Regions from separate parts of the Rattus norvegicus genome. Here region 2 is linked to region 1. A link is a contact called in public Hi-C data. All regions are on one chromosome and are shown on one strand. The core of a region is the stretch at or near the end of the contact, and the rest is flanking DNA. Distances in the headings are between cores, read along the strand shown.

Region 1 (3,361 bases), core at 370-2,869:
ACATTGGACTAAGTTAGGTCTAGGCTCCTGCATTATGGTGCTGCCCACTCCTAGGAATCTCTTTGTTTTGAAAGAGCCCTTCATCACAAGTTAGGGTTCTGGGCACGACAGTTTGTAGTCTAAGTCTGTAGTTTAAGTCTAAGTTTGGGTTGCTTAGAACAGTAATTCCTGTGGTGTCATGTGCTCAAGTTGTTTGCTCAATTCTCTGTCTTCTGACAAGCAAACTTAACTTTGCTTGCAGACAAATGAGGTCCCCTGATCCAAATCCAGACCCTAGGCAAGTGGTGGTGGCAGATATATCCACTAGGAAAGAAGACTACCATTAACCAGCACTAGTCTGGTGACTACACTCTGAAAATGCCATTAGCGCCAATGCTTAATGACTGTTCTCCATTTCTCTCGGCCCCTCCCTACTTCCTGGCAGCTCTGGGGACAGCCGGCTTTTCCTTCTTTTGGACACAGAAGCTTCAGACCTAGTTTTAAAACGGATATCCGCCCGAAAGGCCCAGAGAAGGCAAAGGCCTCATTGTTCCCTGGGGCTTGGCAGCCCCGCCCCCAGCCCTTAGGACTCTCCTCGAAAGACCCCAGTTGACCGGAGAGCCAATTTCTCAGGATTAGAATTTTGGGGGAATAGGAGCTGGGACTAGATCTGGAGTCCGAGGTTCTGAAAGTGTAAGGAGCCAAGTGCTTCCAAGATAAACAAGCCTGCAATTTGAATGCCTTTTCACGCTGGCCTGGCTTGTTACTCATTAACATTCCCACAGCAGATTCGGTTTCTTATGTGTTTTTAGTAACTTGACTACAATATGTTTGGTTATAATGAAAATCGTAGGGTTTTGGGCCCCCGGCTTGCGAAGCGAAGCTGCTCTGAGCGTGGGGATCCCGGGAGTCCTAGGTGCCCGCATTCTGGTTCGCGTAGACGCGCCGTCGCCAGGCGGCGCTCACGCTACGTGCCTAGAGACCATCCACCGCCAGGTCGCCCCGGGCTGGCGAACCCCTTGCTGCCCGGAAACAAAGTGCACCTTTGTCAGCGACCTGGCGCGTGTGAGCAGCAGACGGCGGGCAGCGCGGAACCCCAGGGGCGCGCCTTCGCTCGGGTCTCAGCCTCTACACCTGGGCTTCCCACAGCAGCGTCCTGCCTTGGCTTGTGCTTTCCGCTTTCTCGGATCTTGGCGGGACAGGAAAGGGACTCTACGCTCCGGGAGTCGGGGTTCCGCCTTGGCTGAGGCGTTCGAGGCGTTCTTGACTGAGACTGCCTGCCGGCGAGACTGAGCCGCCTGGGCTCAGCGCCATACCGGCAGCAGTCCTGCACCACAGTCCCGGTGCACTACAGCCCCCGCCCCGTCAGACGCCGGACTACAATTCCCTTCATTCCCGGTGTCCAGAGCGCGCGGTGGGTGGTGCTTTCGGGCAGGCGCTTGCGCGGTGCCAGGGCTCGAGCCTAGAGTACCACACCCCCGGGAGGGGAACGAGGGGAGGCTGAAGCATCCGAAGCATTAAAGCATCCGAGGGAGCCGGAGGGGAGGAGAATGGAGTGACAGAGACGCGCGGAGGGTGGGGGGTGGGGGGGAAAGTGTTGAGGGAGGGGGGAGGGGGGACACAGAGGGAGGAAGAAGCGGCGGCGGCGGCTCTTCGGTGCAGAGGGGGAAACTCCGCGGGCTCGTAGAAAGAATAATGCGGTAGCGAGGCAGGCTGCTTGCTCTGGGGTTTGGCAGCAGCGGCGGCAGCTCGAGCAGCGGCAGCGGCATCACCCCAGACGCTGACAGCCCCGCCGGCCGGCTCCCTCACTGACTGCCGACTGTCAATGGAGCTGGAAAACATCGTGGCCAACACGGTCTTGCTGAAAGCCCGGGAAGGTAAGCTCGGGTGGTCCGGTGCTTGCACAGAGCATTCGCCGCGGGCCGGGGTGCGGGTGTCGGGTGACAAGCGGGCGTGCAGGATGCTCGCAGTGAGTTGGTGCGAGGGGTACAGCTTGGAGGTCTGTCGGCAAATATTGAGGGGCTCTTGCTTTTGGGCTCAGAAGATTAGGATTGGGGCAAAGACAGTTGCAGGGACGAGTTAAGATGCTAAAATATCCTCTAGTTTCCAGCTGAACCTTAGAAATCGTGCGGTCTCTGCAGCTGTTGAAAGGGCAGTTGGAAAAGCATTCTTTTAGGAGAGGATAAAAAACGAGCCAATAAAACAGCCTTTAGAGTTGGCCCGGGATGGTTTTAAGAGTGTGAAAACTCACTCTCTCTCTCTCTCTCTCTCTCTCTCTCTCTCTCTCTCTCTCTCTCTCTCTCTCTGTGTGTGTGTGTGTGTGTGTGTGTGTGTGTGTGTTGTGGGATTGGAATTAGCAAAAACCAGTCTTTGCTTGAGTTGATAAAGACTATTGGTGGAAATCATCATCCTCTGGGAAAATTTCTTAGGGAAATCCCGTCGTTGTGTGGAAGGAAGCCTTTTAAAGGCAAAGTAAGATGTTGGGGAATTAGCCAGTGTGTAGAATAATGAAAGGGTGGCTTTACAAGTCACTGAGAAAATAATTAAAAATTTAGGATGGATTGTTGTTATTAACCGTCCCAACTCCCACCCTGAGTTAGATAAGGCTTAGTTATAGGCAAGTGTGCTGCTGTTTAGATATGTTTTGTACGCATCTCAATTTCCTGCGTTTAGCTGTTAGGAAATGGATGGGTAAGATCCTTATTAATACCTTGTACCATGTATTTTGACTTTTGATTCTTGAGTTGAAAAGGTGTGTGTGTGGGGGGTGTGTGTCAGAAACTTCGATGTCCTAAACGGTTTGTGTTGCAGGAATGGAAACATACATATTCAGGAAAATTTGGAATTTATGTAATATCTTATTTGCCAACATTTGGATTCTGGTGTGCAGCCATTCTATAAGAAGGGGGAGGGTTTTTGTTGTTGTTGTTTTGTTGTTATTATTTTCCTTTCCTGGGAGAAGGCTGTATTTAATATTCAGGGTGGACTGAGTAAGGTTTTTCCCCTTTAGAAGGATTCTCTGCAAGTAGCCCAGGAAAATGCCATCCCTACTTCATAATATTTTCATTGAGCCACTTTGATGAATGAAGGAAGACTTTATGGCCAGCAGTAAACAACTGGTGTTTATCCAGTCCTTCCATCACCTCGTGGCTCAGTACATGATGTATAGAGCAACCCACCTTGTCTAGGTTTCAGCAACTCATCTTGGCACTTTCAAATCATTTGTCATCCTAAAACAGGCTTGTTTTGGAAGTTCCCAAAGGAGGCAATTCTCTGAGAACTGAGTAGCGTTTCAGATATTCAGTTCTCCCTCCTCTACTGCCCTTCCACTTAACTCTTTTAGAGGTGGGACTGAAGTTTTTGCCCCCTCACCTCCACTATC
Region 2 (3,361 bases), core at 293-2,792, 240 kb after region 1:
AACAATGGTGCACAGCAGGACACAGGGTATCTCAAGAACATTACTGACCAAACCTACAGTGGACTTAGGACTGATAGCCACAGCCCCATGTGGTGGGACAAGTTGGGTTCTCAGAATGTGAAGCAACCCCTTCCAAAGGCCTTGGCAACCTGGAGACCATCACTAGTTCTCACAAGCATACTCCTTGCTTTAGAGCAGCTCTATTTAATTCTCAGTACATCAGGGCCTTAGGGAAAACTCTCAAGGCCTCAGTCTTGTACTGGCTCTGGCAATCATGCTCCTGGGTTTCCTTCTCTATGCATGAGGGCCTCATGGAAAGCCTTGCTTGATCAGGCCAGACCTCAACACAACAGTGTTTTTCCTTTTCAAATGGTTGTCACCTGGTGTAGTCTTGCCTGTGTGGCAGAACTATGCTTTTCTCAAGAAGAAATCTGGGTCTTTATGGCACACCAGGCCTTAATGTTGGTTATGATCCTGTAATGCTCCCTTGAGCAGCGTGTTAAGAGGCCTGTTCTTCGATATGAGGATGGGCTTAGTGGCTAGTTGTAGGGGTGTTCTGGTGAACAAACACGTGTATCCTAGCACGCTAATCTCTAACAGGCCTGGTTAACATAATGCTTATCTGTGGGGTGTTTTAGAAGCAGTCCTCCCTCAGCTAAATTCTACTTGGTGTGCCTTACTATCCCCTAAGCACTGGTAGTTCTTTCACATCATGGATTTCTTCTCTGTTACATCACAGTTTAATATTGGATCGCTACCCAACACATGAAATTTCTTTTACAGCCTCCACGAACTTAACTCCAAATGGATTGTACACCTAAATAGTAAATGCTAAGGACAGAACCTGTAGAAGATACTACACAAACGATGGCTCCCCGAGTTTGGCATCCTACCAAGGATGTTTCTACACACAAGTCCCTGCTCCAAATGTTTTGCCCATACACAATCCCCATAGGGAAGTTATTCAGAGGCCACCGCTGGATCCAGCGAGTAACTAGGACACAGGGGACCTCACGGGTCAGCATCTGGCTGACACTCCCCACCCAGCCCCAGGGAAGACCCACCACACCAGCTCCCGCTGCTCAGCTGCCTGCTCCTCCCCATTGTGGCCCTTGACCCTGCGCTCACCATGTCGCGACTTCAGAGCGTGCCTGAGCTCCCCTCTCAGTGCCCAGTAGCAGAGTTGAGAGCAGGACACACGAAAACATTCAAGACTGCTCAGGAACAGAGCGGAACTTACAGCGTGACACCCGGAAGGATCCTCCCCCTTTTCTGACTGGCAGGTCCATCTGAAGGCTCTGATTGGCCAGAGAGTATTGAGTAACAAAAGCACTGCCCTTAGGGTTAGAGTACGCTGATGGGACACAGCATAGAAGTTCCTGGCTCAGACTTCCAGGTCAGAGCCAAAGCTTTTCCAGATGTGCAGAGATGTGCACTTCAGTAGCACTTGTGCCTGTCCTCCAATATTCTACCTGTCTGTCTTCCCACCCAGCCCCGGGAGGACCCACCACTCCAGTTCCTCTGCTCAGCCGCCTGCTCCTCCCCTTGTGGCAATTGACCCTGCCCTCACTACTTGTCACTTCATCCCTTGCTTGAACTCTCCTCAGTACTCAGTAGGCACTTCCCCTTCTTCCTCCTTGAATCAAGGTAAATAACTTACATAGCCCAATTCTCAACTTGCAGTAGAGTTCTCAATCTGGCCCTCAAGTGGAAGGATGGCCAGCATTTTAACAAAGAGAGACTTTAGGAAACAAGATATCTGTTTTGTGCCTTCATGGTGGGTTCAGGTAAACTGCAGCTATTTTTCACCAAGCAAGAAATCGATGACAAACACTGTGGAGCGCTATTGTTAGCCAGCACATCTTCCTCAGTGGGAAGGTGGAAAAAACAAAAACAAACAAGCAAAATAGCTGTGGTACTTAAGATTCTCTAGATGAACAATCCACAAAACTGATAGAATGAATCCCTCTATGTGTGTAAAAAGTGGGTTTATTAGCATGGCTAACAGGCTGTGGTCCAATTAGTCTAACAATGGCTGTCAACCAATGGAAAGTGGTTGAGTCCATGTTGCTAGATGTCTCAGATGATCATCCGTATGCATCAGAATTCCAAAGAAATAGGCTCTAGTGCCAGAAAAAAAAAGAAACAAACAAACAGAAACAAACCAAAAACCGAACAACAAACAAACAAAACAAAAAACTGGCAAGCCAGAGCTAGGGCAAGCAGACAAAGGGAAAGAGCTACTATCTCCAATGTCCTTTATATATGTAGGCTACCACCAGAAGCTGTGGTCTAGATCTAGATTAAAGGTGGATCATACCACCTCAAAAGATCCAGATTGAAGAACTGTTTTCCCACTTCCAAAATTATAATTAAGAAAAATCTCAGTGGTTAAGAGCACTGACTACTCTTCCAGAGGTCCTGAGTTCAATTCCCAGCAACCACATGGTGGCTCACAACCATCTGAGGTGGGATCAGATGCTCTCTTCTGGTGTGTCTGAAACTGCTACAATGTACTCATATACACAAAATAAATAAATATTAAAAAATAAAGAAAAATCTCTCACAGTACCCAACTCTGAATTTTAATCACTTTGACTACTGAGAGTAGCCATTACAAAAGTCAAGGCAGGAGAACTGAGAAAGATTTTCCCCCTGTGGCAGGCAAGGAGAGCATGGGAGTCATTTCCAAAGCAATGCTTTTCTTCAACAAAGGAAGCATTAGAGATTTTACTTAGGAAGTCTAGGTACATTCACAGAGGTTTGCCTACTCTTTTTTTTTTCCTTTTTTTTTTTTTTTTTTTTTTTTTTTTTTTGGAACTGGGCCGAACCCAGGGCCTTGCGCTTGCTATGTCAGCGCTCTACCACTGAGCTAAATCCCCAACCCCGAGGTTTGCCTACTCTTAAGCATACTAAGTTAAATCCTCTTCTAAATGTGGTCACAATGTAACAACAAAGACATTTAGTAGCATTCTTAGCTCAAAGTCATGCAGAAACAGATGTAAATTAGTCAGAACTGCTTCTGGAATTTTCATCTTGTAGCACAAGTTCTTAGCTGAAAATCAAGTAAGTGACACTGTGAAGGTAGATTTTTTTTCAGGAGCCATAGCTACCTGCTAATCACTATGTATTGAAAGGGCAACATAAACTCCATTTGTCTCCATTTAAGGACCAAACCTGATTTCAAAAAATGCTGTAAGACAACAGCTTCAGGAATAGATCACAAGTCCCAGAACCTAGGTCATAAGACACCAGCTCTAGGAACAGACCATAAAACCCAGAACGAGGTCACAAAACCTTTTCCCAAAGAACAGCCTGGAATAGCCACAAAAATGGGGAGATTTCTTATTTCAGAACGGGC

What was found. A called contact is a pair of places that touch in the nucleus more often than the background predicts.
Region 2: a Hi-C map of mammary epithelial cells shows a contact between it and region 1, with 2.2 times the contacts expected there. The contact joins the enhancer-like site here to the promoter of Grk5 in region 1. A contact is called at or near these places in 2 of 12 Hi-C or Micro-C datasets (mammary epithelial cells and psoas muscle).

The regions. Positions count from the first base shown.
Region 1 is chr1:270,012,717-270,016,077 of GRCr8, forward strand. It overlaps Grk5 (G protein-coupled receptor kinase 5), which reads left to right and starts at 1,620. Exons shown (of 16, transcript NM_030829.2): 1 at 1,620-1,856. The coding sequence starts at 1,805.
Region 2 is chr1:270,249,974-270,253,334 of GRCr8, forward strand. It overlaps the pseudogene Zfp950. Among named protein-coding and RNA genes, the nearest start is that of Rnu6-28, 16 kb to the left of the region's middle. Within about 2 kb of position 1,543, at least 71 of the 93 cell types and tissues checked have an H3K27ac peak or open chromatin away from gene starts, as enhancers often do.